Linked DNA regions of Mus musculus: regions 1 and 2 are each linked to region 3. A link is a contact called in public HiChIP or PLAC-seq data. All regions are on one chromosome and are shown on one strand. The core of a region is the stretch at or near the end of the contact, and the rest is flanking DNA. Distances in the headings are between cores, read along the strand shown. Region 1 overlaps Tex2 (testis expressed gene 2). Region 2 overlaps Tex2 (testis expressed gene 2). Region 3 has its middle 37 kb from the start of Smurf2.

What was found. HiChIP or PLAC-seq counts read pairs in DNA pulled down with a chosen protein or histone mark.
Region 1: a contact with region 3 is called in a FOXA1 HiChIP or PLAC-seq map of pancreatic cancer cells. The contact joins two enhancer-like sites. A contact is called at or near these places in 1 of 484 Hi-C or Micro-C datasets (embryonic stem cells) and 2 of 115 datasets of contacts at active chromatin or transcription factors (embryonic stem cells and pancreatic cancer cells).
Region 2: an HNF4G HiChIP or PLAC-seq map of pancreatic cancer cells shows a contact between it and region 3. The contact joins two enhancer-like sites.

What each region holds. Positions count from the first base shown.
Region 1 is chr11:106,555,233-106,558,712 of GRCm38.p6, forward strand. All of the region lies in intron 2 of Tex2 (testis expressed gene 2), which reads right to left. Among named protein-coding and RNA genes, the nearest start is that of Gm22711, 56 kb to the left of the region's middle. Within about 2 kb of position 1,704, at least 131 of the 459 cell types and tissues checked have an H3K27ac peak or open chromatin away from gene starts, as enhancers often do. A contact at or near this core is called in pancreatic cancer cells, where this site is marked.
Region 2 is chr11:106,586,924-106,590,429 of GRCm38.p6, forward strand. The region is part of intron 1 of Tex2 (testis expressed gene 2); the gene reads right to left. Among named protein-coding and RNA genes, the nearest start is that of Tex2, 24 kb to the right of the region's middle. Within about 2 kb of position 2,053, at least 93 of the 459 cell types and tissues checked have an H3K27ac peak or open chromatin away from gene starts, as enhancers often do. A contact at or near this core is called in pancreatic cancer cells, where this site is marked.
Region 3 is chr11:106,956,087-106,959,542 of GRCm38.p6, forward strand. No RefSeq gene overlaps it. Among named protein-coding and RNA genes, the nearest start is that of Smurf2, 37 kb to the left of the region's middle. Within about 2 kb of position 1,280, at least 106 of the 459 cell types and tissues checked have an H3K27ac peak or open chromatin away from gene starts, as enhancers often do. A contact at or near this core is called in pancreatic cancer cells, where this site is marked.

The DNA of each region.
Region 1 (3,480 bases), core at 454-2,953, 400 kb before region 3:
GGACACAAGAGTCTCTACCTCCTCCCAACTCAGCAGGGAGAAAAGTAATTTCTTTCTTTTCTTTTTTTCTGAAAGTAAGGGTTGAAACAAGGTTTCTCTATGTAGCCCTGGCTGTCCTAGAACTCAACTCTGCAGACCAGGCTGGCCTTGAACTCCCAGAGCTCCTCCTGCTTCTGCCTCCAGAGTGCTGGGACTAAAGACATGTAAACGCCTGTTAGATTTCACATGACAGGATTTTGATGACAGGTTTCCTCTTTCCTTTAGTGTTTTGAGAGAGTTATTATGTACACCAGTCTGGCCTCCAAATTGAGATCTCCCCATCTTCACCTCTCCAGCATTTAGATTTGCACTATCAAGTTCCAAGAGCACACGCTCTTGTGCTCAGCTATCAACAACGGTTCTATGTGGCTTCAAAACCAACCCCACTGGGGTCACTGGGCAGAGACTTCTCCAAATGCTTTCCTCTCTTTAAATGCATACTCATCTGTAGGGAAACTTCTATCAAGTTTTTAGCTTATTTCTCTGCTTTTCAGATTGGAAAATAGACAACACACCAAAGGTTGTTTGAACAGTCTGGCTGAACAGTCTCTGTGCACAGGTTTTGTTATCCTGAGCCCTCTAAGGACCGGCAGATCAGTTCTCTTCCTAGGTCAGTTCCTGTGTAATATGGTAAACAAAGCCAACCTTCCCCACAATGCTTCTGGGTAGCCACAGAGCAGGAGCTCAGCCCAGGAGCCTGAGGAACAGGCCCCTCCTGGGCTCTGGCTCCACTCAGCAGGACCAAAGTTCAGGGATGAGTAAGCAGTTAGCCTCTGCTGACAGCTCTGACAGATACAGGTCACACTCCATGTTCTGACAAATACCAGGGCAACCTGATCCAGAGCAATGCAAAGGAAAGGAGTTTGAGGCCGAACTACACAGATCAAACCTTACTACTCCAGTGGCAGAGGCAAGGAGCCCAGGCCATGACGCCTGCTCCAACATCTGCCCAGTCTGACCCAGGCAGCATCCCTCCCATCCTCATCTCCCCAGCTGTCCAGCTGCCATGGTCTGCTCATTTTCCCTTCCCTTTCATCTCCTGATCTCCTCCTTCCTGAAATGCCTTTGTCCTTTTATTCTAGTTGAGGCTAAAGTCCACAGCTTCCCAACCTTGGCTAGCTTTAGGAGATCTACGTGCGTGCTCACATTTGACTCTGTAGAAGACTGTGGATAGACGCCCTGGCCACCCGCAGTGTCAGCAAGAATCCCAAGAATCTGGCAGCTCGGGTTCCAACCCAGGCCCCAACACCTGCCAGCGACACCCACCGTGGGGGCTGCTCAGCCCTCAGCCCCCCACTTTTCCATCCTGTAAAGAGGCTCAGCCTAGCTTCCTGCTTTCCTCATCCCAACTCATAGTCTATGTAAACCACAACATTTCTCCATGCTGACAGAAGGCAGGGAGCATAATTCATACAGTAAGAATGGACAGTCTTAAGCACAGTGAGAAAGTACTAATGAGTACTCACAACAGCACCTGGTATCTAGGCTCTTATCGTGTCCCAGAACTTCATGTGTACCATGTGGCTTACCACACCAATTTCCTACCACCACATTCGAAACAAAGCTCAAAACAGGGGAATGACCTGCCTCTTGATGGAGACTGGTACAGCTGGGACCTGGCCTCAGATCTAGCTGACTGAGGTGTGGCCTCCAACCATGGCCCCATGACACGGCCAATAGTCTGGGCAGTGCCTTAGCAGCCTTCAGGTCAAAGCAAAGCTGACGCCTTCTCTGCCCTGGACCTGTTTTGATTGCTTTACTAAACTGCCAGCTCCACAGAGCAGGGAGAACAAGGCCCACCTCAGTCCCAGCAATGTCTCGTGACCGAGCATACGACTGAAGTCTGACTCCGAAAACAGCTCGGAGGGTTAAATGAAATCCTTGGAGCTCAGGAGCTAAACAGGCTGCCCCCAGCCCATAACTCCATGGCACTCCTGGAGACCCACAAAGGAACAAGCTCAACAATTACTTGCAAGGAGGAGACTCCGTCACTGTAATTCCTCAAGGAGAAGAATCAAAGTAAAAGACATAAAACTGCAGAGTAAGAGAATAAGAATCCTGGAGCGACAGGAACTGCTGCTGAAGCCATGTTACATGGGAACCTGGGGCAGACAAGCCTGGGGCTTAGACCAAGATGCTGGCCCAAATCAACTCAGTCTGACCCCCGAGTCTGCCTCTGAGATACCACAATACGTCAAACCAGGTCTCCCTTGCAAAATGCAGTTTCCACATACAAACCTAATTACCTCTTCCTACCATGAGCTGACCCAAATTCTCCCGGTACTTGACTGACACCCTGGGTTAGACTGCATGTGACTTGAGCAGTCAGATACACAGCGCTCAGAGTGGCATGCCTCCCAACCCCCATGTTGCCCCTCCTCCACTGCCCTCTGCACACCCATTCTAACATTCTTAACCCTAAACATAGCGGGTGAGATATTTCTCCAGCTTTATTTTGTTATAGGCATGGGAGTAGGCACAAAGAGCACCGGCACAGGTTGGTGTCGCACTCCAAGGGCCTCCTGTCGTCGTTCCACACACACCACTGAGATGTCACATAAGCCTTGCTTCTTTCTGAACCTGGGACTGTTTAAATGGAGACCGTGCATACCACTGGGACAATGACCAGTCATAGGCAGCAGCTGTCTGGGCTACAGTCTGGACCTGGGACAGCATTTAGGAAAGGTCAGGGGTTTCTCTTCAATTCTCTGCTGGACTCAGAAGCCCCGTTTGGCTGGAAGTACAAACCACAATCTATAAAGAGGGCCATTTAATCCTGGGAAAGATTAAAAGCTACAATTAACCTTTTGCAAAATAATAAAGTCTGGAGGAGCTACTATTGTGCTTGCTCCCAATCACAGTGCCAGGGAAGGGTTCAAGGCCAGCACTCTGTGCTCGGCTGGATGCTGGGCTGGCCAGAGGTCAGACCTGATCCTTTGGCCCCAGGAAGTGATGAGAGTCCTCAGTGTGGCTGGCGCCAGGGCTGACAGCAGAAACTGCAGCATGCTCTTACCCTGTGGCTACACTGGCAATGGGAACTGCCTGTCACTCAGATCCCTGCTCATCCCCAGAGAAAAGCAGCTGAAGCCAGGGCTGCGGCCACTGCTGCTGATGCTCACCTCCAAAATGTACGCACAGGTAGCTGAATTTCACCTGCCCACAAATGCCACACAAACAGGATTTTGTACTTACTGAGTTTAGCCCCTTCTGATATATTGACACTTGGGAGCCAGAGTCACCTAATACAAGACCAAAGATCCTAGGGTTGGAGAACAAGGAACAACTTTGGCGCAAATTTAACTTTACCCCAGAAAAGGCAAAGCAAACCTGCAGACACAAAATTCATCTTCTAAATGATAGCCCCAAGGAGACAGCCAGTATTTAAAATACATGCTACCCACACACACTCCAGAGAACGAGGAAGGGTCCATTAGTGGAGGG
Region 2 (3,506 bases), core at 803-3,302, 370 kb before region 3:
CCAGCAGAGAGCAGTGGAGCACACACCTGTACCCCCGATACTTGGAGGTGAGACAAAAGGATCCCTACAAGTCTGAGATAAATCCGGGCTGCAAATTAAATTCAAACCTAGCCTGGGGTACTGCAGCAAGACCCTCACTCAAAACACAAACCAAGAGGACACTGAAGGGTGGGACAAGGGCTCTCTTGTGTGTCCAAGTCACAGTTGTGATGTGTAAAGATGCGCCAGAGAGCTCTACTCCCCAACAACTTATTACAAGGTCTTGTCTGAGCACTCTGGCCAGCACTGTCACACTTAACCCTTCTGCCACCCTATCTACCTGTTCCAAGGAAAGAGGGACATCTGTCCCAAGAGATCTTAAGTCTAAAAACCCTGAGGAGCCTGCAGAGCTGGCTTAGGGGTTAAGAGCACTTGTTGCTCTTGCAAAGGACCTGAGTTTGGTTCACTGTTTCTACATATTAGATAAAAGAAATTTAGATCAAGACAAAGTAGTCCTGGCAACTTACCAGGTAACAAGGCAGAGCAGGACTCCCGCTGCAGGCCCACTCTACAGCACCGTGTGCGCTGCCTCTCTCTGCTGCTTCCCTCCACGAGGCAATCAGGAGTGGAGAGGCTTTCATGGCACCCCGCGTTTTAGGAGAGCCAGCCACTTAACAGCCAAGCCCACTACTGGGAAAACAGAGACTTTACCCTATCTACCTACACGGACGCTCACAACCATCTGTTACCCCGGCTCCAGGAGAGCTAATGCCCTCTTCAGACTTCTGCGGACATCAAACATGCAGTATTGTGTACATACATGCATTCAAACAAACATTCATACACATAAATATAAATAAATCTCAAAGGAGAAAAATAAAAAAGGGGGCGGAGGGGAGCAAAGAGGAAAGAGAGGGAAGGAAGGGAGAGAAGAAGGGAGGAAAAGAGGAAGGGAATACAGAATCGATCAGGCAAAAGCTGCACTGATTCCCTGAGCAGGCTACAACACCTCTGTCTATTATCACGGCTCTAAAGAACCTGTCTGTGGTAAACAGCAACCTGCTGAGGATATAGGCATGACATCATGCAGGTTTTCTTATCATTTAGGAAATCACAGATAGTAGCAAAAAGACACTCATTCTCCCTTGACACCAGCCATCTGTCCTGCCCTCTCTGCTCATCGATGCACCTATACGTAGAAGCAGACATTTGTGTATATGTTTGCTTGAGACAGTCTTACCAGGTAGCCTAAGCTGACCTCAAATGAAAATCCTCCTGCCTCAGCTTTTCTGTAAGTAAGCGTTCTGTTGCATGTACCAACCATGCAACGTCCACAATAGCACACCCTGCTCACAGATATTTCCGCCCTCAGGGAAGTGGGTGACAGTTTAGCCATGCCCTCTATGAGCCTCCATGTTGCCTGGTGGCTCTGTTCATGACTCAGTCTTTCCTTTTACACCGTCCAAGGGAGTGTAAGATTTACCCCTATGCAAACAATCCCATGGATCAGTCTATATGGCTCAAGGCACTACCAAACAGGAATTGATTTCAAAAGTAACACCTAGTTAAAACCAAATACTTATTTCTCCCGAATCATTCAATAAGACAAGTATTTGAAATTAACTGAGCATGTTTATCTTTCTTCACTTCACAAGTTACTCACTGCTACAAGTCTGTTTAGGGAAACACTCTAATGGCAATCACATCTTTCCAGCCCCAAGAGCAGAGGCAAGACGGTAAACACCCATCTGTACACCTCCTCAGAGTTCACAAAGCACCCAGCCTGGCCTCAGGGGGGCTAGGAGGAGGCAAGGATCTGATAATCACAGCCAGCGGGGACACAGCCAGCGGGGAGTCAAATCGGTTTGCAGATTAATCACAGAAGGATTTCCTAAGCCATGGGGTCCTGGGCTGACACCCTAGAAGAGAGGAACGACTCACCGATCGTGGTGGCACAACGGGAGAAAAGGAAATGACCTGAGGCTGGACCACAGCCATGGGGAATCCAAAGACATCCCTGGGGCCAAGTGCTATGACACAGCACACTGATGACCTGGTCACTGGAAGGGAATGAGGGACGCCTGAGATTGCACACAATCTGCATGCACATGTGGAACTGAGAGGCTCGGGAGCTCAGTCAGCCCTCACAAACTTCAGTGAGAAGTGCTGACAGCCCGGGCTAGTGTAGCCACATGGACAAAACAGATCTGAGTCAGGAGACACGGGTTGCCACTCTGGTGGGCTGGATGTGAAAGAAGCTATTCTTATGGATGGAGCCTGGGTCCTGGGATCAAAAGCTGGAAGGATGGAGCCATAGTAAGAGGGGACCCAGTGAGGTTTAAGAAGAATGCAGCAGGGTCAGTTTGAGACATCCGAGAGACTGAGACTATTGGTGACCTGGCCTTGTGGCTATCACAGGATGCCCAAGGTTCTGATTCAGGAACGAATAATTGCCAGAAAAATGGTGCCTGGAGCCCAAAACTAACAGAGGAGCCCAGACCTCATGCTGAACTGTGCCCGGTTTCTCACAAGTCCGAATGACAACGTGCAAGCATCATGTGTCTGTGTTTGAGAGCAAATGGTTGTGGGGGAGATGCAGGAAGGGAGGTGGAGGGGAGGGAAAGAGAGGGCATTCTGAAGATGTCTGCTAGCGTCTGACTTCACAAAATATCTCTCCAGATAAAGTTAATTCTGTCTGCTATTGATAATAAAATTCTTTAAAATTCTGGCACCCTCCTAATTGAATCTCACCAGCAAACATGAAACTTAGAAATGGAGGAAGAAAAATAACTGTTCTCTGAAATGAGCAGCATGAGAGAACTTTCACTGACGATTTATATCCCCAACACTCTGGGACACACAACCCTCTCCAGGGCTCAATGAGATAGAAACGAAGCCTCCTGTCTCCTAAGCAAGGAAACCAAGGCAGACAGAGAAATGGCCTAAGGCTTCACAGCCGGTACTCACACACAGAGTGGATACAGAATCCTAACAGGCCTGGGCACCCCTCCCTCTCTGCGGTGCTAAAGACCAGGTGTACACCGGGCCCTGCCAGGGGCATCGCCTGCTGGCCTGCTTACTGGGAACAGTCTTTCTTATTTGCTTGCACTGACTAGTTATTGTCTTAGCCTCAAGATAACTTTGGCGGGTTTTTGCGGCTTCCTCCTCCCTTGGAGATAGGGTCTCAACTCCTATAGCCCAGGCTGGCCGCAAACTCAAGGCAATGCCTTGCTCCAGCTTTCCCAGGGTCTAAGATTATAGATGTGAACCACTCCACACAGATAATCATAATTTTTAAAGAACATTTTTTTAATTAATTCAATCCTTTCTGCTATAATTTCTTTAAAGATTTTTGTTTTATTTTAAATTATGTATGTATGCGTGAGCGCAGTATCCCGAGGCCAGGAGGTATCAGGTTCCCTGCAGTGGCAGTTACAGACCAGTGTGCGCCACACAGCTTGAGTGCTGGGAACTGAATTCCGGCACTTTGTAAGAGCAGCTTCTGCTCTTAACTTCTAAGCCATCTC
Region 3 (3,456 bases), core at 30-2,529:
TGGTTTGCAGTATTCTTATTGTTTGTGGTACTAGGATGTGAGCCAGGGACTCACACATGGTAGGCAAATGCTCTACTATTGAGCTCCGTTCGCAGCCCTCTTTTTATTTTTATATTATTTTATTTGTTGATGGGGTTTTTTTTGTTTGTTTTTTATAAATTGGAGGGAGGGGAAGAGCGTGTATGTATCCTGTTGTAAATGTGGAGGTCAGAAGACAACTTTGGGGAATTGGTTCTCTCATTTCACCATATGGGGTCTAGGGGTCAAATCATGTCTTCAGGCTTGGCACTTTACCCACTGAGCCAGCTCACTTGCCCTTATTTACTGACAGGGTCTCACTATATAATCCAAACTGGTCTGGGTACATAATTTAGAATAGCTTCAAACATGTGATCCTCCTGCCTCAGCCTCGCAAGTGTTACCTTTGTCTCCGTGTGTTTTCACACACCCTACATCTGAGCCCACCAGCAGGTCCTATGACCTCTCTAATCTGCCTATCACTCTCACTGCCACCACCAGTGGCCCAAGCCACCAATCTCTCCCTGGACTGGTCTCCCTGATTCCACATCCTGTCCTCACCATCTTCGGGTAACTGTCACTCCAGCTCTCCAAGAATCCCTTTACGGACATCTCAATTAAAAGCCAGTGCTTTCCTTTCCCGTGCAGTGTAGAGTAAAAGCCAAAGTCCACGCTACCATAGAGAAGCCTCTCTGGTTTTAATTCCTGCATCTTCCCCCTCCTCACACACTCTATTCAGCTCCCTATCCTTTCTCTTATTCGCCAACCTGTCCACACATGAACATCCGCAACCCCAGGGCCTTTGCATGTACTCTTTCCCTTTCCCAGAAGACTCTTGGCCTCCCCCCCACCCCAATTCCCTCTCTCCTCTTCTCCAAATGTTTGCTCAAAATTCCCTTTGCAGCAAAAGCTTCCTCGGCCACCCCATTTAATAATTTATACTTCCCTCATACCCAGAATTCATATTCCCCCCCCCCAGCTTTGTCCTCTCTACTTAGCATTTATCACTATTTTGCATGCTATAATGTTTTACATTTCTGTTTAGATTCCCAATTGTCCCTCCCAGTGGGACATAGTCGCTATGAGGACATTGGTGGATAGGCTTTGTTTACTGCCATAGCCCAGCATCTTGAACAGGGCCCGGAACATAGTAGTTATTTAACAAATATTTATTAAGTCAGTGAATGAATGGACCCTTGCCCTAGATCTTTTCCTGATTATCTGTGCCCAAGAAGCCAGTGATCAATAATGGTTGCTAAGCACCTGCCAAAGGTCAGAGTTGCAGATGAAACTATGTTCCTCTGCGCTCTCCCACGGTGGGTGCAGGGACCTGGGAAGGGCGGAGAGCTGCGATAGATATCTCTGACAGGGAAGGAAGATGGGATTCAGTACTAGAAATAAGAGGAAGGATGTCTCCGCCCGTCTGCTCCGAGGCTGAGCCCTGCCTGGCAGGCTGCCTGCTCCCAGAAACAGGAAGTATCCAGAGGGGAAGTGACTGCAGACTCAGAGAGGGATGAAATTCCCTGTGCCTGAGACAGAACACTTGAAGCTAGTCACTCTGGAGTCTTCCAAGAGTCCATGCCTGGGGGATGAGTAAAATCCATTCCACGGTGCCTCCGTGACTCATTTTGGACGGCAAGCGATCTGCAGCTTCAAGTCAGGGCGAGCAGGTGCTTCCTCTTCTGGGGTCCCCAGCTGGGGTGACTGGATGCTGAACCAGGGAGGGTGGGTGGTACCATTGGACTGCTTCTGTGCCAGCATCTCCCAGAGTGGAAAGTGTGCCCCTCAAGAGGCAGGTAGGAATTGGTGCTCCATGGACCATAGCTTCTAGAAACAGCTATGCAAGAAAGTATTCCTGAGATTAAGATCTAAAGATCAGTCTTGGCTTCCTTGACTCCAGGCCAGAGGTAAACAACCTACAAAGCCATTACGTCTTTGCAAACCTACCTTCTATTTGTTTAGCTATGTGTCTAGAGACAGAATAAAAACACCCTGATAAAAACAACTTGAGAGAGAAAAGGTCCACTTTAGCTCACGGTTCCAGGCTACCGTCCATCATGGCTGCAGGAGTTTGAGGAAACCAGCCCACAGATCTATAGTCGGAAGAGTAGTAGAAAATACAAGCATGCCTATACTCAGCTTGCTTCCTCTTCTTATACAGTTCAGAATGCCCTGTCTAGGGAATGGTTCCACCCACAGTGGATCTCCTCGCCTCAATTAATATTATCAAGGGACTAGAGAGATCTCAGCCATTAAGGGCACTTGATGCTCTTAAAGAGGACCCAGCTTTGATTTCTAGCACCCATACAGTGGCTCTCTGCTCCATTTCCAGTGGATCTGCTGTTGTTCTGCCTTGCTTGGCTCTGAACTGTTGACCGAAGGGCTATAAGGTCATAAAACACATACCAGGAAACCTGTGGTGAAAAAATAAGTTGGTTGTTTAAGGACAGCACAGAAAACACAGTGCTCAGGTGGAAACAGGCAGAGACATCAATTCATTTCCAGAAGAACAGAAAACCACCCTGTGTAACCACACTGATCTACCTACAGACAAGCCCTGGGCTTTATGTTTATGATGAAGCGCAGTGGGCAGCTCAAAGCGAGGATGTTATTATGAGCATTTAAATCATGCTAATAAAAGCTGCAGTTGTTTTTAATCCCTTCCTGAAAACCAAAGCAAGCCATCTTTAAGCCTGCCCTTTGATAAGAGTTTAAAGATAGCAGGAGGTGTCATTCCCACGTGTGGCTTCTAGCTCGCTTATTTACAGAGCAGAGCTCATGCGTTAAGAATTTCCAAGGCTTGGGGCTGGAGAGATGGCTCAGCAGTTGAGAGTACTGGCTGCTCTTCCAGAGGACCTGGATTCAATTCCCAGCACCCACATGGCAGCTCACAATTGTCTATAATTCCAGTTCCAGGGGATCTGACACCCTCACACAAACATAAATCCAGGCAAAACACCAAAGCATATAAATAAACAAATAAATCATAAATTAAAAAGTGTTGGGGTTTTTTTGTTGTTTGTTTGTTTGTTTTGCCTAAGCATTTGGCCTTGAATATCTTTGCAGTGGTCATTGTATCTATCTCTGTGTACCCTGTGTGCTTCCTGTCAGGGAATTAGGGGCTCCTCCTCTGCAGTGGAAGTAGCCCAGAGTGGCGGTAACCATAGAGACCCCTAGGGCCAAAGCAGGCATCGCCCTTCATGCTCTAGACATGCTGAGCAAGCCTGTCCTAACCAGGCTAGTGCGTCATAATCAGCACAAACTGATCCATCTTACAGTCCCAGAGCCCAGCTCAATGGGTAGAGTGCTTGTCTAGCATGCACGCAGCTCTGGGTTCAATCCCCAACACTGCATAAACTGGCAGTGAGGCCGCACACCTGTGATCCCAGCATTTGGGAGGTAGAGGCAGGAAGGTGAGGAGTTCAAGGCCATGCTCAG